Linked DNA regions of Mus musculus: region 2 is linked to region 1. Evidence: chromatin contacts called from public HiChIP or PLAC-seq data. All regions are on one chromosome and are shown on one strand. The core of a region is the stretch at or near the end of the contact, and the rest is flanking DNA. Distances in the headings are between cores, read along the strand shown. Region 1 holds the start of Zbtb11 (zinc finger and BTB domain containing 11). Region 2 overlaps Senp7 (SUMO1/sentrin specific peptidase 7).

Region 1 (5,062 bases), core at 1,407-3,906:
AACAATATTATATGGTGGAAGTGAACTTTAAAAATGAGTTACTTTGACATTTATTAACACAGTTAAATTAAGACAGTGGAAGGTATGTAAAGACTTAACAGTAAGGGCAAGGTGACAGTCGCATTGAATAAGTGATGTGACTTTTTTTTTTTTTTTTTTGCAGGCCCCCACAAAGGCAGCACCTAAACAAAAGATTGTGAAGCCTGTGAAGGTCTCTGCCCCCAGAGTTGGTGGGAAACGCTAGTGTGGTAGAGCAGAGTTGGAAATAAAGCTCTATCTTTAACTCTAGGTGGTGCTGATTGATTTTTTTTTCCTCATCAAAAGCATGAATTCTTACTTGGGGCGGGGCATTTTAGCCACAGACTGCATGCTTTCCTTGACTTGAGTTCCTAGGTCCAACCTCCAGCTAAAAATGTTAATTTCTCATTTGTGTGGTGGCACACACACTTAATCTAGCACTCAGGAGGCAGATCTTGAGTTCCAGGACATCTCAGCTACAATGCCTCCTAATATGTCAGTTGAAGAGATGGCAAACAAAGTGATATGGTTGTGAGCCATGTTTGGAATAGGAGACATGAAAAGAGTTGAAGGCCCGCCTTGGTTCCCTGTAACTGCTTAACTCATCACGTAGTACATCACCATTAGCAGTTAGTTTAGAACTATTCAATCTGTTCCCCCATGAAGACCTCAGTGAAGACCACTGCTGTCTCATGGTTTAAGACTCAAGGCCTGGAGCCTCAAGATGGTCTTGCCACCTGTCAGTATCTTATATAGGAGCGCACCTACACATGCTGCTGGACATTTTCCTGTTGAAACTAGATTTCACTGTCACTGTGGCCTAAAATCCTCAAGAAATTAACCAGCCTCGACCTTCTGGGTAATGAGATTAAAAGCATGGTGCCACTGCACCACCACCCCCCCCCCCCCCCTTTTTAAGGAAAGGATAAGAGACATTCTGGCCTATTCTGGCCTTAAACTCTGTATCTTTCTATTAGAGTGCTTTGATTACAGTTGTAATATTGCTTAGATATTGTTTTCTGGGCTAAGAGTTATACAGCCATATAACATTTTGAGTTTTCTTTCAAGTGGGATTGAGTATTCTAGGGTCTGCTCGTAAACTGGAGACCTCAGAAGTGCATGGTCATCTTGGCTGTATGATGAAATCAGGTTAAGAGCACCACTGACTGCTCTAACAGAAGTCCTTAGTTCCAAATTCCCAGCAACCACATGGTGGCTCACAACCATCTGTTTTGGGAGCCCTCTTCTGGTGTCTGAAGACCGTGACCATGCACTCACATGTAGAAAATAAAATATTAAAAGTATCTGAGGTATGAGGGTATGACTAGCCTAGTAACAAGATCTTTTTCCCAAACAACCATTAGCTTGTGTAAAAAAATTAGTACATGGAATGTAGGCCTTTGCAAGGACACAAGTTTAAAGTTTAGCTTTTCTTAGGAAAGTCTGATTAAAGGGAAAAAAAAAAACCAAAAGACCAGTAACAGTTCCTGGGTTTTCTCTCTCTCTCTTTTTTTTTTTTTTGTTTGTTTGGGTTTTTCGAGACAGGGTTTCTCCGTATATTAGAGCTCACTGTCCTGGAACTCACTTTGTAGACCAGGCTGGCTCGGGACTCAGAAATCCACCTGCCTCTGCCTCCCAGTGCGCCACCACGCCTGGCTGTAACAGTTCCTGTTACCTGCAAATGCTTAGATGGATCTTAATTGTATTGGCAACATTCTTTTTATGTGTATTCTCAAGATTTGATTCAAATATCCCGTTAGCGGTTTTTTTTTTTAAAGTACAAAGGTCATGAAGCCACACCCTGTACAAACCTGTATCTGAATCTCTTGGGAGAAAGATGCTCTCCATTTTTACCCTTCATTTCCTTCATAGACGATGGAAACACTCTAACCACTGTCTGGTTTCTTGAGCCCACTGCCACCTGCTTGCTCCTTACCTGTGGTACCACAAACGTTTAAAAGCGTCATAGATAATGTGTGTGTCTTCTAGGCAGAAATAAAGAAAAATAGCTTCTTTAACTAAAGTCATTGGGTTGGGAAGCCTGGAACCTTCTAGCTTCAAGGAATAAGCACAAAGCGTCCGGGCATTACAAGGAAACGGGATTGAGAGTTACTTCTGCATGTTATTTAATCATCTAAGCAATCTGGACCTGCATAGTCGTCACCATGGTGATGTTTCTAGAAAATTACTTAGGTAGTTTGGAGAAAATTCGTAACACTGAAGCACTTAATGCTCGGTAATACTGCGACAGTATTTGGCCCAGAGGCTCAGACAGTGGCAATCAATTGCTACAGTTTCAAACTCGGCGGTATCTGGTATATCTAGTCTCAGAGTATACAGAACAACTGACTCAGTTACCGTTTACGGGGAGGGTCTCAGGGAAACAAACAGCGAACCGCTCAAACACGTGGCTTTACAGAGAGCGTGGGAAAGGAAAGGGAGGGCGGTGGGGGAGGGCCCTGCCAAGACTTAAGATGTCTGCTGAGGACCCCCGTATCTGCCCGAGAGAGCGCGTTCCCTCTTCCAACATGTCCTCCGCAGTGTTGACGTCACACCGCCGGCTCCCTGGGAGCGCAGAGCCGTAGCGCGCTCCAATCGGGGTGGCGGCCCCGCCCCGCTCCCGCGCGTCACTTCCGGTGGTGCAGCAGCCATTTTGTCAGTCGCCAGCGGATCCCGCGCGCTGCCGAAGTGCAGTTCCCCCTGGTTACCAGGTGGTCGGTTCTTCCCCTCCGCGCTGCCGGCGGGCGGGCAGGCGGGCGCCCTCGGAGAGAGAGAGCGCCCACCACAGGCGTCGCCTTCGCTCCTCCCCGGGTCGCCGCGGCCCCTCTCCCGAGCCGCGGCGCTGTCTGCCTCTCCTTACCACTGACAGGCGCCCCCGAGGGCGCTGCCGGCGGCTATGTCAAGCGAGGAGAGCTACCGGGCCATCCTGCGCTACCTGACGAACGAACGCGAGCCCTATGCGCCGGGCACCGAGGGCAATGTCAAGCGGAAGATCCGCAAGGCCGCCGCCTGCTACGTCGTGCGCGGCGGGACCCTCTACTACCAGCGGCGGCAGCGGCACCGCAAGACCTTCGCCGAGCTGGAGGTGGTGTTGCAGCCGGAGCGTCGCCAGGGCCTCATCGAGGCGGCCCATTTGGGCCCCGGGGGCACCCACCACACCCGGCACCAGACCTGGCACGACCTGTCCAAGACCTACTGGTGGCGAGGTGAGTGCGCCGGGCCCCGGGGGCCGAGGGGGGCGGCTCGGCCCGGCCTGCGTGCGCACCCGCGAGCCCTCAAGTCTGGGGACCGGGCCGTATCCTTAGCCCGGAGGCGTGCGTGCGTCCGTTCGGCTGCGCGGCAACCGCGGGACCCAGCCGAGCCAAGCGGAGCAGAGCGGGCTGGGGACGCGAAAGCAGCCGCACTTCCCCTACAGGAAGGAGGCCCGGGAGGCTGGGGGCGGACCCTCGCCCGGGGTGGGGCTTCGGGGGCTTCCCTCGGGGCCGGGCCAGGCGGTGGAGGGCGTGGTGCGGCCTATCTGGGCCCGCCCCCGAGGCCCTTAGGGGATGGTGGGAGACCCAGAGGCAGAGGCAGACCTACCCTCTCCCTCTCCCTTCTGCCGTAGAAAAAGCTGTCCCAAACCCTGGCTGCCGTCTCCCAGTGAGTGCCGCTCGGATTTGGCCATTGGACTAGGTCCAAATGTCTGTTTCTGCAACTGCGACACAGAAACAAGGAATAATGTGGTTATTAGGACTAATGATGGCGCAGTCGCTGTGAGTCCCGGTTTTAGGGCATTAGGCAGCCTTCCAGACTGCCAGATCCTTTTTCTCGGGAGATGGGACAAGACCGACATACCATAAGAGGTTTTATTTTATTAGGAGGAATGATGACACTTGTGTCGTATGTTTTTTCTTGTTTTGAGTGTGGCACTCCTCCCACCTCAGCCTCTCACGTGTTGATATTACAGCCCTGACTCACCAATCACGGTGACAGGGATCCTGTTTCCTAACGCTTTAACGTTCTTTTTACTTTGTGAAAATAGCCTCGGGAACTGTGTTACGCAGTGTGTGTTGAGAAAAGATCAGGCAACAGGTTTATTGACGGATTGTTTCTCGATTTGAGGCAAGATCTCACTAAATTACTCAGGCCGGCCTTGAGTTAAGGATCTGAGTGCCTCACTAGCTGGGATTACAGACCTGTACCATCAAATCATTGATTATTTGGGAGCAGAATATAATGACCCTAGCACTGTTTGATCCCTTGGAGAGTAGATGAGAGCAGAAAAGCTTGACCTTTTTCTTTTTAATTTTTTTAAAAATGTATGTGTGTGAATGTTTTCCCTGGCGGTGTGTGTGCCCGCACCAGCTGCCCACGAAGGTCAGGGAAGGGCATTGGATTCAGAACTGGAGTTAGGTTACAGATGTTTCTGACACCAGGTAGGTGCTCAGAATTGAACGCTGGTCATTTGAAAGAGCAAAAGTACTGTTTACTACTGAGCTGTCAAGCCAGTCCCTCTAATCTTTCTAGTAAGTTTTTAAAATTCTATTTTATGTGCTGTGTGTATGTGTATGTACATGCAGGCTAGGGCTGGCAGCCTTATTTGTTGAGTCATCTCATTTGTTCTAGATGCTAGTTTTTGTTAGGTTTACCAACTTTGTCATCAAGCCTATTTTAGGAACTCTTTGGTAGTCCTTTTGTTCCTTAGAGAAATCTTTAGTGGTTAACAGGTTTATCTTATTCTCATACAGTTTTTCTTTATATTTCAAAATTTGTGTGTATGGGTGTTTTGCTTGTATGTAAATGTGTGCCTGGAGCCTACAGAGGTCAAATGGAATTCCTAGAACTGGAGTTATGAATGGTTGTGAGCTACCATGTGGGTGCGTGGAAACAAAAACCTTGGTCCTCTGAAAGAGCAACAAGTGCTCTAAACTGTAATCCATCTTCCCTGGCAGTTAATATGACCTCCTAACACTTGTTTGATATTTGTAAAGAATGCCTGAATAAGCTGGGTGTGTGGTAGTATATGCTTTTAATCCTAGCGCTTAGGAGGCAGAAGCAGGCAGAG
Region 2 (5,214 bases), core at 2,075-4,574, 120 kb after region 1:
TGGAATGGGATTTAAATTCCATTAGAAAGTGGTTGGTTGCTCCCAAAATGTTCACCCCACTATTGCACTGGGGGTCATGTCTTGACAGGCCAAATCATTGTAGCTTATAGAGTTCACAGCGATGTAAGGTTTATTGCTACGCTCCAGTGACCACTGCCAAGGAATTAAAATCCAATTCAAGATTCATCAGAGGCCGGATATGGTGGCATGGACCTTTAATCCCAGAAGCCAGGATGCGGAGTCAAGCGGATCTCAGAGTTTGAGGGCAGCCTGATTTAAAAATGAGTTTCAGTACAGCCAGGGCTGTTACGCAGTGAGACCCTGTCTCAATTTAGCAAAACCAGAGATTCCAAATGCTGCTTCTCCAGAATGTACTAGCATTCTGTGCAGCTTTTATTCCAGATGGCTTAAAGTTCAAAGCAGGAACAGAGAAACTGAAAATATACAGACTGGGTCTCATCACTGTCGCCAGGTGTGCTCAGATACAGAAGGTATCATGTCTGAATAGGGCATGTTTGCATGATGTCCCTGAACATGCTAAGCTGCATTGATGAGGAGGGGACAGGAGACATGTTGTCCTTGACATTCCTTGGGCAGGTAGAGGCTTTTTCCTCCAAGGGGTTTAAACAAAGAAAGTTCTCTGGGTACAGAGTTCACACAACAGGGTAGTGTAGGAAAGCCTGTCATACGGAGGCTGCTAAGATTGAAGATTCCTATTTATTCCTTCTGATAGTGCACATAGCACCATCCAGCACTGTGAAATCTAGCCAGTAAGGGATGAAGCTTCCAGGTCAGTAACAGGTATTACCATCAAGTACTAGAGAGTAACCGAGAGCTACAGCAATGCCTATAATGATTGCTTAGTTTGAAGGAAATGTGGGTATTGTAATGCCCCAAGGCTTAGGAATTGTTATAGAAGAGAGGACAGAAAGCCAGAGGTGATAAAATGACTACAAGGAGACTATCTTTTAGGTACAGCAGGGAATCTGCATGTACAAACTCACAGTGGTTATAGCAACACGCATAAAACCTGTGCAGGCCCAAGCAGGATCAAATCCCATTGTGCACACAACCCCACCCCTGGCTGTGGAGCTATTGGAAATTGTTAGTTGCTGGAAGAAGGGAAGTGAGTTTTCTCTAAGAGTGTATCTCTTAGGAAGTGGACCACACTTCACTGGAAGACCACACATTCAGGAATACTTGGGCAGCAGAAGCTGGTATTGAAGATTTAGAAAGAGAGAGCGCGGGTTGAGTTAGTGGGGAAGCACATGTCACATGTGAAACTCTCCAAAAAAAAAATATTCCTTGACTTCACAGAAGTGTTTTAATTTCATGATATCCCATTTGTTGGTGTTGGTATTATTTTCTGAGTGTCTTGGTATTTTTTTCTCTTGCAGTTTTCAATATTTTTTATTCTATATGTGAAATATTGTGACTATAATTTTGATATCTCTGTTCCTGTCTGTGTTGTGTTGTAATGCTGTTTCTACCTACATAGCCACTTCCCCCTATATCTAACTTCATTTCTACTATGATTTTATTTTAAAAATGTTTCTATGCTATTAGTTTGAAATTCTGCTATGCCAATTATTTGTAGATTTTATCTTTTCAGTGTCTCATGGATCTTGAATAGACATGTTTTGTATATTGTGTGTGTATGGTTGCATGCACTCTGTGTATTTGTATATGTGTGGGTGCATGTGCTACAGCAGGCTTGTAGAAATATCAGAGGAAAACTTGTGGCAGTCAGTTCTCTCCTACCATTTGGGAGATTGAACTTAGGTCTAAAGGCTTGTTGGCAAATTCATTTAATCACTGCCCTGTCTCTCTAGCCCTTAGTCCCTTGTTTTTTGGTTAATACTTTGATAGTGTTTCATTTTAAACTCTATTCCCCGCTCCATGATTAGAAAAATGAATGCTGTCAGTCTGCTCCCACAGTTTGTACAGTGAAAGACCCTGGAATCAAATGTTTGTTCTCATATATAACTGCTTTTTAGTTAGACTCATAAGCTAAGCAGATGATTTTAAAAGTGGCTCATGGCTGGTCCATCCCAGTCACCACTTGGTCCTAGACATCAGCCATGATTGTGACGGTAGGCCTGATTGAAAAGATCCATGTAGGGCAGGGAGAGGAAGTGAGGGCTACAGGGTATGGGTAGCTTTATAGCTTCTAGAGGCCACATCACCTGACTGCTACCCCTCAGGAGTCATTTTTAGCATCAACTAGCAGAAGCCTCTTCTTGTCTTTCTTCATAATCCTCCATGGTTTCAGCTGAGGACCAGGAGTCAACAATGTCTTGAGGATAGGGTACTGAGGGGGTTGCCCATGGAGACACAGGCATGACATGCATTCCCCAGCTCCCATATGGCTCATCAGATTCAAGCACAACATACATCTTCTTATCCATATGTCAGCCAGCCAATGGATCATAGATGGCCAGAGTTTGCTCATGTGCAGCTGTGTGGTGATTTGGCCATGTACATTGCTTTGGTTCACCAGACATGAGCATCAGTCTGAACCACCTGGGCTGGCTTGAAAGATCCTACAAAGTTCTAGTGGAGAATTATGTGCTTCAAGTCCAAGACCATGCCCTGAAAACAGTGTTCTATTACCAAGGTATGAAGCTGGTCATTGTCTAAATTATTGAGACAAAGGTGAAAGCTTTGGTGAAGATATCCTTAGGCTCTTCAGAGAAACCCTTTGTTTTAAAATTAGCATAAATTCTTTTATTTTTCACATTGGCAGTTTGATGCCATATTCTTTGTTTGGTTCTCTGTGTGTCAGTCTTTTCTTTGAAAGAAATGACATTTGAGCATTACCTTTAGAGGGAGCATGGGAATCAAATATACCAGCTTGGATAGGCCAGATGGACAGGGAGTGTCGTTCCTGAGGAATTACCAATCCTGCTTTGCTGGGTCATTCCAAAAATAGCTTCTCTGTTTTGTATTTGGGTAGAAGTTGTAAAACATTTTCTGGTTCCTGTTGGAACATAGCTGTGGACTGAGTCAGCAGAACTGGTTCCTGTTGGAACATAGCTGTGGACTGAGTCAGCAGAACTGGTTCCTGTTGGAACATAGCTGTGGACTGAGTCAGCAGAACTGGTTCCTGTTGGAACATAGCTGTGGACTGAGTCAGCAGAACTGGTTCCTGTTGGAACATAGCTGTGGACTGAGTCAGCAGAACTGGTTCCTGTTGGAACATAGCTGTGGACTGAGTCAGCAGAACTGGTTCCTGTTGGAACATAGCTGTGGACTGAGTCAGCAGAACTGGTTCCTGTTGGAACATAGCTGTGGACTGAGTCAGCAGAACTGGCTGCTGAGGTTACCATCTTAAAGTCCTAGATGAGCAGGACAACCCCAAAGTCACAGTGACCACCATTTTTCATGACCCCTTAATAATCTAAGAGTTTGGTGACATTTCATACATTTTTGTTGTTATGTAGCTATCAAGACATCCCATCCTAAAAAGTGAAAGATTGTAATACTACTTCCCTGTTGTCTCCCTGCCCTAGCCTCACCCACTGTCTCTAAGATTGCCTCCTCCAGGATTCAAACGGAACTGTTCAGTTTATCTTTTTATTGCTGCTTTATTTCACTTAGATTAATGCCAAGACTTGTTCATGTTGTAGCATGTTTCAGAATCTCTTTCCTTGTTTAAGAAATGTTTCAAAACATGCCCTCCCCCCATGTGGCTGGGCACTTATGTGATGCACAGACATATATATAGACAAACACTCTACACATAAGATATACGTTAATAAAGAAAAGAGAATTTGACTGATTGTCTTGGATATATAAGTAAAAATACAAGTGCCTTTAGTCGTATTATTATATTTATTATCAATTTTTTTTCCTTAGTGGACAAGAAGCCTAAGAAATAAAGTCATCTGTCTAGACCACAAAAAACCAAAAGCTGCCCGTGGGTGTCCTCCTAAGGGATTACCAAAAAGGTAAGCTAGGTATTTATGTGTGACATAGAATGGGTTTATACAGTGCATAGACAGCGTGACCAGGAGTGATTATTTGATGCTTGTTGGCTCTCAGTTAACATGTTTAAAATAGAAGGGTCTGAACTCAGTGTCCTCTAAGATTGCTTTTTTTTTGTGATTATAATTTTCTTTACTAATTGTTTTTATGTATTTGGTACATCTTGATAAGCTTTGGCTGACAGGGTAAGAATTATAGACTGATAATACTTCTTGATTCATATTTGTCATCGGTGTTTTTTTTTTTTTTTTTTTTTTTTGAGACAGGGTTTCTCTGTACAGCCCTGGCTGTCCTGGAAATCACTTTGTAGACCAGGCTGGCCTTGAACTTAGAAATCCGCCTGCCTCTGCTTCCCAAGTGCTGGGATTAAACATATGTGCCACCACTGCCCAGCTGTCATCAGTGTCTTTTTTTCTTTTTCAATTTTTTTTTATTAGATATTTTCTTCACTTACATTTCAAATGCTATCCCAAAAGTCGCCTATACCCTCCCTCTGCCCTGCTTCCCTACCCACCCACTCTCACTTCTTGGCCCTAGTGTTCCCCTGTACTGGGGTATATAAAGTTTGCAAGACCAAGGGGCCTCTCTTCCCAATGATGGCTGATGTCATCAGTGTCTTAAAAGGTACATTATTCAGCAACTCTTACTTGATACAGTCATAGTATCCACAAATTACGGATATAGTAAACTCAGTATCTGGAGATTCAAACAATTATTTTCAGAAGGAATTTAGGACACACCAGGGTTGGATATCAGTCCGTGGTTAGAAAGTTATTATTTTAATAAAGAGTTTAGTATTTCCTCTTTAAACAAGATGAAGAACAGTAACAATGAAGTAAAACTTATAATTATTAGATCATGCATACTTAGAAGATTTATTAAATTTCCCGATAGAATACTTTTGTAAGCTACTGATAAAGGAAACTGTAGAAAATATATATTGTTGTCATCATAGCAGTTTATGAACCTGTTGATAGTCTTTCATAGTATAGATAAATTGAGGCACAAGGATACAAGCTTAGGGCCAGCCTGGACTAGAGCATGAGTTCAAGACCAGTATGGACAACATAGACTCTGTGTTATAATAAAAAGGTAAGAATGCACTGGTGACATCACCAAGTGTTAGAGCACTAGCCTAACCTGTGTGAGGGAGACCCTGTGCTCAATTCAGAGGGTGGTGGGAGATGAGGGCCTGAGAGCCCCAATTAAGTGTCCCTTATAAGAGTT

Evidence for each region. HiChIP or PLAC-seq counts read pairs in DNA pulled down with a chosen protein or histone mark.
Region 2: an H3K27ac HiChIP or PLAC-seq map of trophoblast stem cells shows a contact between it and region 1, with 15 read pairs. The contact joins the enhancer-like site here to the promoter of Zbtb11 in region 1. A contact is called at or near these places in 7 of 39 promoter capture datasets (the C10 cell line, the HPC-7 cell line, embryonic stem cells and 4 more), 1 of 484 Hi-C or Micro-C datasets (embryonic fibroblasts), 15 of 115 datasets of contacts at active chromatin or transcription factors (the 230-238 cell line, the HPC-7 cell line, the SCID.adh cell line and 9 more) and 3 of 9 other capture datasets (adipose tissue, liver and pancreatic islet).

Annotation. Positions count from the first base shown.
Region 1 is chr16:55,971,148-55,976,209 of GRCm38.p6, forward strand. Zbtb11 (zinc finger and BTB domain containing 11) reads left to right here and starts at 2,657. Exons shown (of 11, transcript NM_173026.2): 1 at 2,657-3,224. The coding sequence starts at 2,915. It overlaps Zbtb11os1 (zinc finger and BTB domain containing 11, opposite strand 1), which reads right to left and starts at 3,470. Exons shown (of 1, transcript NR_027965.1): 1 at 2,121-3,470. Rpl24 (ribosomal protein L24) reads left to right here. Exons shown (of 6, transcript NM_024218.4): 6 at 164-290. The coding sequence ends at 244.
Region 2 is chr16:56,093,482-56,098,695 of GRCm38.p6, forward strand. It overlaps Senp7 (SUMO1/sentrin specific peptidase 7), which reads left to right. Exons shown (of 24, transcript NM_025483.4): 4 at 3,859-3,950. It also overlaps the pseudogene Gm18723. Among named protein-coding and RNA genes, the nearest start is that of Senp7, 21 kb to the left of the region's middle. Within about 2 kb of position 3,325, at least 19 of the 459 cell types and tissues checked have an H3K27ac peak or open chromatin away from gene starts, as enhancers often do. A contact at or near this core is called in trophoblast stem cells, where this site is marked.